Regions from separate parts of the Hordeum vulgare genome. Here regions 2 and 3 are each linked to region 1. The links are chromatin contacts, called in public Hi-C maps. All regions are on one chromosome and are shown on one strand. The core of a region is the stretch at or near the end of the contact, and the rest is flanking DNA. Distances in the headings are between cores, read along the strand shown.

Region 1 (4,425 bases), core at 1,261-3,760:
AGAATCCGCAACCAGATGATGTATGTACCCCAACGTAAATAACTACAGACTATTCAAAATGGTATAAAGTTCGACTCACCTAACAGTGCACGAACTCTCTCGAGTGTTTCTTCAGATATGGGTCCATCTGGAGAAAATGATACTTTACATGCATCAGACAGGTTCTTTATTTTTGGCATCTTGCAGGGCAATGTACTGTTGACAAGATAATGACTGTCAAACTTCAGAAGGCACTGTCCAGATTTTGCAACCCAAAGACTAGTGTCAACTGATCCACAGGGTTGTGATAATGGAGCAGTCTTCCCACCTACCAAAACAACAGCTGTTTATATTTATGACATTATGCATCAATAGTCTCATCAAAGAAATACATGGGAAGATAGAAGAAACATATGGTAACAAGACGCCTAGCACACAGGTTACCGTAAACTAGCTGATGGTTTGATGAGGAAAATTTGCGTGTAAACTAAATTAGAGTGTAAACCCTTCATTTGAAGTAAAACACCTGAAGAAGCACAAGACTAACGCGTTCAGAGATAACATGATGATTATGTTTAAAAGCACTTTCACCCTGGAAACTGGCATGCAGACAGCTATGTGAAATGCTAGCAAAGTACCCCAGTCAATGCCACATGCAAAATATCACATGTTATCACATATGTTTTGCATTCAATGGTAGAGGGGAATATAAGGCAATATTTTACATAGAATAGCCATAAAAACACAGCCCCAAAAGCAAGTGGACTAAGGGGTTGTTTGGGTAGGGACAGGATTATATAGAACTGGGTATTAGCCGATTTTTAGTAAAATCGGTTTTATCAATTGTTATGTGAGTAACCAGTTTATGAAAAAAGATGTTTGGACTAGAAAAAACGTTTAACCGATTTGTCACGTTCCTTGTGTGGTTTGGATAGGCTTTTAGTCCCCACACAGCAAAGAGTTTATTGAGGAAAAGACGGACGAAGAGAAAAAGTTAACGATCGAGTATATGCAGATCACGTTTTTAGAAAAAACAACTAATCCTCATTTTTCCATATACCCGAAATCTTGGGTTTTGGAAAACCAGATTTTCTATAATCACGGATTAGATAGAGTTGCCAAACAGGATTTTAGTTTGTTACATAATTTTCATGATTTGTGGAGATCCGGTTCTGTATATATCACGTATCCAAACAACACCTAAGGCACCTACCATAACTCCATAAGCTTGTTATACACTTATACTGCATACCATCAATAGGTCCAACACAATCCTGATTGGTGACAAGTAAAAACCAAAAAAATAGGATCTAAAAAAACCATACCAACAAAAAAATAAGTATTCTCGCTCAACCTCATACCTTGAGTATGCATCCCACCTGTGGCACCCTTCTACTTTGGTTGGGGTCTCCAATGAAGGATTCGTAATAAAATCATCTCATAGCATGCCAATAGCACGGAAGACTTATTGAAATAACTGTTAACGACTTCAGTGGACCTATCAAATTTGTGACCATTAACCTATTCCTAAGGTTGTGCCTAATTTAAAAATATATATAGCTACTAGCTGCTCAACACACAAATGTATCGTGTCCTCAAGCAATTCCCAAGTTTATAAAATCGTCAGAGAGGGGCTCTACCAAGCCTAAGCATGTTCACACAAGTTATATCATTCTTTGTTATTTATTGTCTAGGTACTCCATCCCATCCTTCTCATCTAGTAAAGCATCTGTCACAGCGTATATGCAACTGCCCCATAAATTAGCATATTTGTCTTATTGTCCATCTAAATGCAAAACTGGAGCAAGGAAAACATCAACATGACACACAATGTAATTCAATAAGCACTACAGGCAGATTTTGATCGAAACAGGAAAATGCAACTTTAACATGACACGCCATACAATACAATAAACACTACAGGCAGATTTGATGTCCACAGATGGTAGCGAGCAATAAAGTACCATAAACATGATATGCAAAAAAAATTAAGGCTACCAATACAAGAACCTGAAACCAGGTCAATACACGGGCTAACTGCCGCGGCATATTATTTTCGAATGGATGGGTCACCTAGCTTGAAGGATTTGGGAAGGGAAAATCACCAGGACAACACCGAATCAGATCTTGAGGTCTAGGGTTTGTACCTCGGACTTTGTAGGGGGAATCTGCAAAGTTGGATAATATGCGCTGCTGCCGGTGAGGTCCTGCTCGCCGGTGTCGTCCAAATCGGCGGCTGAGCTAGCTGGAAATACGACAGGGAGCGGGGTCAGAGCACAGAGAAGGAGACAGGGGAGAGGAGGAGCATGTCAGCAGCCGACGCGACTCGCCGTTTCCCGACGCCACCGCCCGCTGCAGATAGGAGAGAGATGAGGGGGGCAGGGAGAGGGCACGGACGACCTGCCGCCAAAGCTCCCCGTCAGACACGCGCCGCCGACGCCGCCGCCAGGAGGGCGAAAGAAAGGGGGCTGACTGGTGAGAAAGATAGGGTTACGGGGAGGGGGAGGGGGAGGGGGGAGATGGAGAGAGAGAGAGAGAGAGAGAGAGATGGGACCTCCGGGAGGCGAGGGAGGGACACGCGCGACCGAGCGACGCTCGCGAGGCTGGTTGCCCTCCTCCGGCAGTTTTTTGCGGGGCTTCTGCCTGAGCAAATTTTGATCAATGACGCATCTTCCATTTAAAAAATATACAGTATAACAGTTCAAAAAAAATATACAGTATAACACTGTTATTCTTGTAAATCAAGTATCATTTAATATTATATTTTTCAAAACGTAATATAGGTATAGACATATGCACGTGCATACAAGTGCACGCATACATACCTAATCTATATGAGCCTCTCTAAGAGACGGAGTAGGTAGTTTCACGGGGACACGATCTTTCATCAAAACTGCTAGATTGGTGGGAGTTCGTGGTCATTTATATTTCGGCTCTATTTGGTGGTGACGGTGGTCCTTCCAGTAAGCTTGGGAGGGGCGGGTGTGGTGTATGCAGTGTGTGTAACGAGCTGTATGGGTGTCTTCCTTAGTTCCTTAGTAGTGTGTGACATCAATTCATTTTTAATGATAGAGAAGTATACATGAAAGGAAGATGTTTCAATATTTTAAATCCCTAGTCACAAGTTTGTCGCTCTCACGTTGGAGATACATACTGTCAGCATTCTTGAGGGCTCCTTGATACGTTAAGTTTGAGCTTGAGTTTGGGCTTGTGGACCTTATAAGCAACTAAAAGTACAAAGTCTAAACAAACAGCTAATTGTGTGTCTCGTCTTGATAGAATCCACCTCCTAAAATGTATTGTCAAGCGTAAAAGCACCTCCAACTGTAGCTATAGTCCTTGAAGGTGGCCTCGAACGTGCCATATTCCTAGGTCGGCCACTATCCCCACCCACACCCTGATGACCCACAAGTATAGGGGATCAATCGTAGTCCTTTCAATAAGTAAGAGTGTCGAACCCAACGAGTAGCGTAAGGAAATGACAAGCGGTTTTCAGCAAGGTATTTTCTCCAAGCACTGAAATAGCGGTAACAAGTTGTTTGATAGCAAGATAATTATAACAAGTGACAAGTAGCAATAGTAACAATAGGTGCAGCAAGGTAGCCCAATCCTTTCGTAGCAAAGGACAAGCCAGAACAATATCTTATAATAGGCAAAGCGTTCTTGAGGGCACACGGGAATTTCATCTACTCACTTTCGTCATGTTGGGTTGATTCGCGTTTGATACTTTCATAATTTCATATGTGGATGGACCGATGCTTGGGTGTTGTTCTTACTTAAACAAGCCTCCCACTTATGATTAACCCTCCCGCGAGCATCCGCAACTACGAGAAAAGTATTAAGAATAAATTCTAACCATAACATTAAACATAGGGATCCAAATCAGCCCCTTACACAGTAGCGCATAAACCTGGGTTTCAGTTTCTGTCACTCTCGCAACCCACCATCCAATTACTACTCCACAATGCATTCCCTTAAGCCCAAAGATGGTGAAGTGTTATGTAATCGACGTTCACATAACATCACTAAGGGAATCACAACATTCACATCATCAAAATACCGAACGAATATCAATTTTACATGACTACTTGCAACATGACTTCTCCCATGGCCTCAAGAACAAAAGTAATTACTGACAAGTGATAAACATGCTCAAGATCAGAGAGGTATTAAATAGCATATTGGGTCTGAACATATGATATTCCATCAAATAAACCATAAAGCATCAACTACAAGATGTAATCAACACTACTAGTCACACCCCAGGTATCAATCTGAGGTTCCGATACAAGATTGAGCACAAGAGATGAACTAGGGTTTTGAGAGGAGATGGTGCTAATGAAGATGTTGATGAAGATTGTCCTCCCCAAGATGAGAGGGTTGTTGGTGATGACGATGGCCTCGGTTTCCCCCTCCGGAAGGGAAGTTCCTCCGGCGTAATCGCTC
Region 2 (4,425 bases), core at 611-3,110, 220 kb after region 1:
AGAAGCAAAATGAATACGCGGGACTGTTCTTTATTGAATATAAGGTGATAACTGAGAAAGGCTATGAGAGGAAATGACCTAAGTAGCCTCATGATGAGACAGTTGTCTAGGTGACAATGAATAAATGTGTGCTAAAGAAAAGAAAAAGAAAAAGGACATCGTGGAGCAAACATCATTAAATTTACATCCATGTCCTATGTTTATTAACAAAGCTTGAAAAATACGCTTGCATTACTCAAGAGTAGGTGTCGTAGTTTACATGTTCTAGTGTCCTTAATAAACAATGACTATGATATTGAAAATATATCATATAGATGGAATGGTACTTGCTCAATATTAAACTAGTGTAAGACCTACATATCGAAATAGGCTCAGTACATACAGGATTACAGCGCATTGCTGCAGGTTTATTGAATGGTCTTGCTTTGTTTCTACTATCAACGTGCATGTATGAAAACATTCCACATAATTATGATTTTTATTGGTACCAATGCTATTATCTCTACTCCTATAAAAGACCCATTCGATCTGCATCTAACGCATGCAAGTCAAGTTGTGGCATTTTTGCAATAAGCCAATAAGACACTTGCCACTCTGCTCCAACATTTCAGAAAACCCCTTGGCCTCTTTGGGTGAAAACCAAATATTTTTATATATATACAATACCGAAACCAGGGTGAGATTTTTCAAGTTGTGAACATGTATTAGTCCATTGCAGATCTGTTGCAACGCACATGCACTTTGTTAGTACAAGTATACAAAATTGCAGTTTTCAGGAATATTACAAGATGTTTAATAACTTCTGCCGGTCTTTCCAAGGCCTCTTGGAAATCTATGGTGCGAGAGTTAATATTTATAATTAATTTCAATCCGACAGTTACTATTTCAAAGTTAGCTGGCTTGCCGCTTATGCTGCAGTAGAAGTAAAATTTCAACTACAGAACTATGTGACTACTAACTACTGTCAAAGCCCATTGGAAAAGATGAAATGAGCTATGCAGCAATTTTTCTTGTCCAAAGTGCCTCACTCATCAAAACTACGAGTTCAAAATGGGAAAAAAAGAACTAGTATGGACTCTCTTTTTTATTGTTGTTCACTTGCTATGATCAGATATGACTAGAGGATAACCTCCTTTGAACCATCCTAGATGGAATACATATCCTACTCAGTGAGCAATCTCTTTACTCCATGCTGGAATTATGTAGGCGCCACAACCTCAGGGCAGAGAATGGAACACGCATTCCAAATTCAAATCACTAAGGAACGCCACAACCAAGACAATGGGCAAATTGCAGTGCGCAACGAGCCAACCACCGAAAGAGTGGCTGTCAACTGCACTCCTCGCAGGATTTCACATGTCACTCAACGAAAGCAATCGAAATTCACGAGCTACCTGCCACCCTTCTAGCGATCTACATAACTACAGGTTATGGCCGGAATCAATGGATCCTGGGGCCTCAGATCTACCACTCAAAACCCAGGGAGCCAGGGAGGGGAGGAGGGGGTGCTGCAACACGCACCCGACATCGTCGCGGTATAGGCGATTGATGAGGACGTCCCCGCGAAGGTTGAGGAAGTAGATGGCCGACGCCGCCACCGGCATCGTCTCCGCGTCGCCCGCGCCCCGCTCAAGCGCCTGGGACCAACACCCTTAACTGGCGCGCGGCTCCACGGTGCGCCGCCAGCTACGCGGGCGATCTGGTGTGCTCGGGGCTCGCCGGACGGTGAGGGGGAGGAACGGGATTGACGGGGCGCGGGTTTTTGGTAGATCTCGGGGAAGGGAGGGACGAGCACCAGGTCGTCTTCCCCGTCCAGGAGCGCTTTTTCGTGTGTGTTTTCCAGAATGGACCTCCCCGGACGCCGTATTTCCGTATTTGCGTGGTTTCGCCTTCGGTTGGTGACTTGACTTCTGACTTCGTGTTGCGTTGCGTCTTGGTCCCACTGCTCTACTGGTACACAAAACATGTAAAATGATTTTGTTGTAGAAAAAATAGATATGAATAAGGCATGGGTATTCATATCTAATTCAATAAATACATAAAAAAGAATTAATAATAAAAAAAGACATGTGAGGTGCAATGTCGTGAATCCCTGACTGTCGAAACCAGTCGTACCTCACATGCCCGCGGCTACGAACCCGTTACTTCATATGTCCTATGTGACTCCTCGTAATGGTGAAACCTCGACTCATCACCTCCTAGCTCATGCCCTTCAGCCACCCGCCGCTCGTACTCCTTGTCGTCGTCAACCACTCCTCGAAGCTCCAACCGTCCACAGCACACACATCTGTACCGCCATCACACAGATGCATGCACGAGGATGCCTCATTAGTGCTAGATTACTCACTCGTTATCAATTAAATTTAGACTCATTTATCCTTTTTCATGCTGAAAATGCTACACCCGTCGGATACCCAAGGTGAAGAGGCATGCGTGCCAATTTATGTTCATTCAGGAAGAAGGGGGTATATCCATCCATATCTTTCTCATTGTCATCTCTAGATCTGTCATATGTAGATCTCTATTCTATCAATGGCAACCTTTATGCAATGATTCATGAAGGTTAATTAACTGATCTTCGCCTTTCCGAGTGATTGTAGTGGAGGATTTGAAGGTAGTATTAATAATTGAAGATTTTGGCCATGTTCTATTTTTTAGAGAATCGCGAGAGAAGGCCCCTACCTTTTAATATGATATATTTTTCCTTTTTGATGAAACGGGGAAGGGAGGCCCTAGCTTCTAGTGTCTCAAGAAACACTAGGCAGAAAGATCATAAAAGATTAAATGTTTTTAGATGCAATCCCCGATAGTCCTAATGGGGGCGGAAAGAAAAGAAAAAGGAGTTAACAAGAACATAACAAACAAGAAAAGGAAACATAAATAAAAGATATTCTTATCATATTTATTGTTTGTGGGTGCATTGTTCATGTATAGCGTTTTCCTTTCATACAAAATAATGTTGGCATCTCATTCATAGCATACCAGTCAATGAGGGCATCTATTTTGTAGCAAAGCAGACAATAAAAGAAATGTGTCATATCGCCACCTTGACCCAGTCAAAAACAAGCGAGACCCTAGAGTATTTGGGACTTCTAGATCGCGTGAGTGACCCCTAACACACTTTAGTGCATAAAAAAGATGGAACATTCAATACAAGTAAGAGATCATTAATTATAGCTGAGAACTGTTAACGCATTTAAACTTCTACATATGAAATTATGAATATAGAAAATTGAAAACGTTAAATTTTTTCCATCGAAAATTAGACGGTAAATCGATTAAATGCCTCATCAAGGAGTTGGAGAAGGTTTCGTAGGCAACATGATTGAAGAGGGTCTTGACTCATATTGTAGAGGATCAACACGCCGTGATTGAGGAGATGAAGGGACGGTTCATGAACATCTTCACCGCCTGCAAGGGTACTACGAGTGAGCATTAAATACTAAGTGCTTCAATCTCCCGGGCTTGATTGTAAGATTGGGGGATTCACGTGCACTTTGTATCTTTACCTTTCTGCATTTCTTTCCCGCAAGTTGAAATTAGGTTATAAGTTCTTTTTAGTTAAGATTGAATTGTCAATTTCTCTTTTGAATAAGGGATGGTCCTTTCGATGAGTATTTGGATGTATTGATGTGTGGGATCATTATTGCTTAGTTGGGAACGTACATGATAATAGTTGTGATCTAAGTAGTGGCACATATTTACATGCATGATGATTATAAGTACTCCACATTGCAATTGTGAAGGTTTTGAAAGGACAAGAAATAACTATATATGCTAGTTCATTGAAGGTTCAATTTACAATAGGGCAAGCAGAAAAATAAATGAACCCTCTAAAGTTTAAAATTGCTTTGTAAAATGAGTTCTCATGAGATCCATGTTTAACTAGCAGATCACTTAAAAAGTGAAGTGATGCTCTTAAACATGCCCCAATGATAGGAGACCAAAAATGCTTCAAGAATATTGAATATCTAAAAGAGAAGAGGAGAAAGAATCTTCATCTGCTTGCCCGATTGAAATAATAATGAACTAGGATATGAAGTTGTTACCTGTCCACAATAAACCGAATGATAATGTGTGGATGCCTGCATGATCATTGTCATAGTAAAGATGAGATATTGTCAGGGCTGGTTTTCTGGGATATAAAATTCCCAGCAAATGAAAAGTATGCCATCACCAACCTCAGGATTACTGTTCACTGGTGGACACTTTCTTGATACATAATTCCAAGCAATTTACAAATTTTGAGTACAATACCATGAAGGTTTATGGAGTACAAAAAAAATAGTGACGGATGGCGGAAGCGACTCATGGATCTCCAGCGTCTATCACCATTCCCACAGGAACAGCTGACCTGGATAACTCCTATATCACGTGGCTACTATCCTCGATGCCTAGGTTCCAGGGTTGTCATCTTTATGCTCC
Region 3 (4,425 bases), core at 1,427-3,926, 190 kb after region 1:
TACGCAATAAGTTCTACTCCCTCTGTCCCAAAATTCTTGTCTTAGCTTTTTCTAGAAATGGATGTATCTAAATACTAAAACTTGACTAGATACATTCATATCTAAACAAATCTACGACAAGAATTTTAGGACGGAGGGAGTACCAGTCATGCATCAACGATCACTTGCTTTATACTTTGTGTGTTACTTTGTTTTTGGTCCCATTATTCATAGCTACGTTGGTACTTTGGTACCAATCGCAAGGATGCTAACTTAGGCCCTGTTTGTTTCATAAGTCCTAGGACTTTTTTAAGTCCCAACTTATAAGTCATAAGTCCCTACCTGTTTGTTTACAGGGACTTATAAGTCCCGAGTCCCTGCCTGTTTGTTTACAGGGACTTATAAGTCCATGTTGCAGAAAACAGGACGGCGGGGGGACGAACCGGGTGGCGGCGGCCGGGTGGCGACGGGGCGGCGGCCGGGTGGCGACGGGGCGGCGGCCGGGTGGCGACGGGGCGGGGCGGCGACGGGGCGGCGACCGGGCGGCGACGGGGCGGGGCGGCGACGGGGCGGCCCGGGCGGCGACGGGGCGGGCGGGGACGGGGCGGCGGCCGGGTGGCGACGGGGCGGCGGCCGGGCGGCGACGGGGCGGCGGCCACGGGGCGGCGGCCGGGCGGCGACGGGGCGGGGCGGCGACGGGGCGGCGGCCGGGTGGCGACGGGGCGGGGCGGCGACGGGGCGGGGGCGGCGACCGGGCGGCGACGGGGCGGGGCGGCGACTGGGCGGCGACGGGGCGGCCCGAGCGGCGACGGGGCGGGCGGGGACGGGGCGGGCGGCCGACGGCGATTGGGGCGGTGCGAGCGACGAGGGGCAGGGCGGCGGCCACTGGATCGACTTCCGCGGGCCTAACCAGCAATAAGTCCCAATAAGCTCCTACTAGAGAGTCTTATTTGATAAGTCCCAAATAACCATAATAAGTCCCAATAAGTCCCTTGTGTTTGGTTTAGGTGGGACTTATAGGGACTTTTTTAAGTCCCAAAACCAATAAGTCCCTCGAAACAAACACCCTCTTATTCTAGAAACTATACTATTTAACAGATCACATCTATAGAATATTTACTACTCCCTCCGCTTCACTATAATTATCCTCATGTAAGGAGTGTCTAAAAATATGTCCACTGAAGGAATCAAGAGGTAATGCAATATTTTCACCCTATTACTTTAAAGGTTATATGGTTGTATGATGTCATTTATTAAGTATGGTCATTTTTCATCAACTATCTTAGATTTTGTGTGTACAGTTATATTACTGAACATTGTTCTAGTGAGTCCAAATGAGTACCTTATGTGCGAGGCCACTGTGAAACAGCTTCCCTGTTGCCTTCAGATGCCAAGGGATCATCCCACCGGTACCAATGCATGGCTGCTTATCCGCAGTATCTATCCAAAACCTTAACAATACCACACATATAACCAACTAAATCAGCAAACAATCCTCACGAATGACACATTAGTTGGACAGTTCAATACTCACAAGGGTCCAGTCTTGAGCTTATCCAGCAACCCATCCTTGACAAGGCCATCAACACCAATGCCAGTGACCGATGAATTCTCTTCATTGGCAATGAACACCGCAATGACAGAATGCTTCAATGGTGGTTTCACCTCACCAAGCCGCCGCATGAGCTGAGTCACTAGCGCCACATGACCAAGGCAGTCCGTCGTCCCGCGGCCCCTAAGCTTTTCCTTGTCATCACCTTCGAAGGTTAGTGAGAAGGGATCGAAGTCCTGCAGGGGTAGAAGATTCCAGTCCACTAATTAGTGATTATAAGTTTATAACCAACAAGAACAACAGAAATTTAACGAACAAACCAAGAGTAAATTTGAGGTACAACTTGTTAGTAACCACTAATCAATTAATGATGCGACAGACATAGAATGAGCGAAATCAAACAGCGCCAATGAGGAAATGTGAAACTTTAACAGTAGATACAGCAATGAACCACCAAAGTACTAACTTGTATCAAAACATTCCAGCACTACACCGGAAAATGCATCTATTCCAAGGTAGAACACTCTACTAACGATTCAGGGAAGGGTGCAATTTTGGCGACCAGCTAGAGAGACATATAACTAGACAAAACGAGGTGCCAAGAATCCGGGCAGAAACACCCCCAAATTAAGCAAACCCTCGAATCCTTCGTCCAGGAACCCTAAGCCCCGAAATCAGCACTCACACATCAAAGCTAAATCTGCTAGGAACTCACCCATTCGCTAGGGTTGGCCGGAACGACGTCCATGTGCATGCCGACGAAGGAGACGACGCGGCCGGGGACGGTGCCGGGGTACTCGACGATGACGTTGCTCCGGCCGTCGGTGTAGCTCACCTTCCGCACGACGAGCGGGCCGCCATCGGTTTCCGTCGAGACCGGGCGGAGCGCGTCGACCACGTGCTGCGCCACGAGGTCCTCCTGCGGAACGAGGGCCGGCGGGTCGTTCTGCAGGCGCTGGGACTCGCCGATCAGCTTGGCGAGGAGGGCGACGAAGGGGTCGCGGTCCAGGCCTCCGACGGCGTCCTTGAGCGGCGGCGCCGGAGATGCCATCTTAGACGCGGCGGCGGATTTGGGTCAACAGCGAAGGTTGTCCAGTGGAGGTCGAGGAACTCTCTGTGTTTGAGCAACTCTGGATGGATGTATACATATGATGTGCGCATATGATGTGTCCCTGTCGACGACGACGGCGGCACTGAGATGCGTGCCGTAGCCGATGCGGTTCTTTGTTTCTCTTTTCTTTTCATTCAACACCTCATCATTTTATTTCAAAAAAAAATACCTCATCATTTTATTTATCCTAAAAAAACATTATCATTTTTATAAAAAGAGAAATGATATAATTACTCCTTTGAAGAATCATTTTTAAAGAACCAGAAAATTACGCGCAAGATAGTTGGGAAAATTTCCTCTTGCATTTTCGTTGGCGGGGCGCTGTGAACGAATCCTGATGTCACCTACAGACCTTTTAAAACATTGTTAAAGTTAGGGAAACGTTGTTAACACGGCGGCCGAACAAGAATGAAGTGATGCATGCAAACTGGTTTAAAAAACGAATCATAACCATAAAGAAGAAGGCGACAAAAAGGGCTACATGACCACACCAAATCTGGATAGAAAAATTGGGGAAGATCTAAATTCAATAACACCTCGGTGAAGACAAAGCCAAAGTTAATCGAACTTTGTCGGTCGTAGAGAAGCCAACAGACCAACACACGAAGGGTTGTCATTCACTATATCAATATGATGTCTTTGAAGACCATCCGAAAAAGAAAAGACATAACCATATTTGCAACTCTAGAAGAGCAGCAACCGTACGACCCCCTTATATCCTCTACACCACCGACAACGTCGATCATGAGTAAGGAAAACCTTATCCTCAAGTAAACCAGAGTGTCATCGTAGGAAAATTAAACTGTAATAAACTGAACTAAGTAGCGCCGCAACATTAATTGAAGCAAAATGAGTAGAAGAAGAGGACATGTGTCCTCGGTGGCTAGGAACGGTGTAACGGTCTCATATTTTAGATAAGAGTTGCGTTGTCTGCTCTCTCTTTTTAGTTTAAGAAGGGTTATCATATGAGAAGGACATTCAAATGAACTTCTGTGCATTTTTAATGTTCAATCAATGTATGCAAAATGTTTCGCAAGCATAAACTTTTATACCTAAAAAAATCTAGAAGTTATGTACGTGTATATATAGATGTGTTAGCCGCAAAAAAAAGTATATATAGATGTGTTGTATGTGTGTGCAAATTTTCATCAACATACATATTTATACGCAATATATAAAAAATGACAAATATAATAACCGAAACGGGCTTGTATTATTTAACGAATATTTAAACATGCATAGAGAATACCCATATGTATTCGTATAAAACATTCCAAAAAAAGCATTTAAATACCATCTTTGATATATTTTTAAAATATAGGACTCCCGGCACTCCAATGTATATTGCTTAAAAAGCTAGATAGATTGCCTGTCCTTCCGAACATGTGTTTTTTTTTGTGAAGTCTCCTTTTAAAATGATTGCCTGTCCCTAAACTTGGGAATGGTTGTTAGAAAACCGGGTCTAACGGTTCAGTTATTACTTTGGGTTTGATTGGTTTAGGATTTATTGGGCTGAGCTTTTTTTAGTTTGGTTTTGGTTTGGGTATGTGAAGAAACCAGTTTGGGTATAGTTGGTTATGGGTTTAAACAGTTTGGTTATAAACGGTTATAAACTATAGATCCAAACCGGTTTCTAAGCATTGGTTATGTGCAATAACCAACAATAACCGAGAACGAATATCTTTCATGCGCATGCATGTTGTAATGCACTATATAATTATGTATTATGAGGAAATACCACATGAAAATCGGAAGTATTTTGCTTATGCTTTGGCTAAGCAAT

Evidence for each region. A called contact is a pair of places that touch in the nucleus more often than the background predicts.
Region 2: a contact with region 1 is called in a Hi-C map of seedling, with 2.9 times the contacts expected there. The contact joins the promoter of LOC123401465 here to the promoter of LOC123401157 in region 1. A contact is called at or near these places in 2 of 6 Hi-C or Micro-C datasets (leaf and seedling).
Region 3: a Hi-C map of seedling shows a contact between it and region 1, with 2.8 times the contacts expected there. The contact joins the promoter of LOC123401680 here to the promoter of LOC123401157 in region 1. A contact is called at or near these places in 1 of 6 Hi-C or Micro-C datasets (seedling) and 1 of 1 datasets of contacts at active chromatin or transcription factors (embryo).

The regions. Positions count from the first base shown.
Region 1 is chr6H:450,572,215-450,576,639 of MorexV3_pseudomolecules_assembly, reverse strand. LOC123401157 (plant cysteine oxidase 5-like) reads right to left here and starts at 2,510. Exons shown (of 7, transcript XM_045094888.1): 1 at 2,380-2,510; 2 at 2,127-2,224; 3 at 80-322. The coding sequence starts at 179.
Region 2 is chr6H:450,346,638-450,351,062 of MorexV3_pseudomolecules_assembly, reverse strand. LOC123401465 (AP-2 complex subunit mu) reads right to left here and starts at 1,860. Exons shown (of 13, transcript XM_045095290.1): 1 at 1,522-1,860. The coding sequence starts at 1,604.
Region 3 is chr6H:450,380,576-450,385,000 of MorexV3_pseudomolecules_assembly, reverse strand. It overlaps LOC123401680 (acetylornithine deacetylase), which reads right to left and starts at 2,676. Exons shown (of 10, transcript XM_045095530.1): 1 at 2,247-2,676; 2 at 1,514-1,767; 3 at 1,322-1,430. The coding sequence starts at 2,582.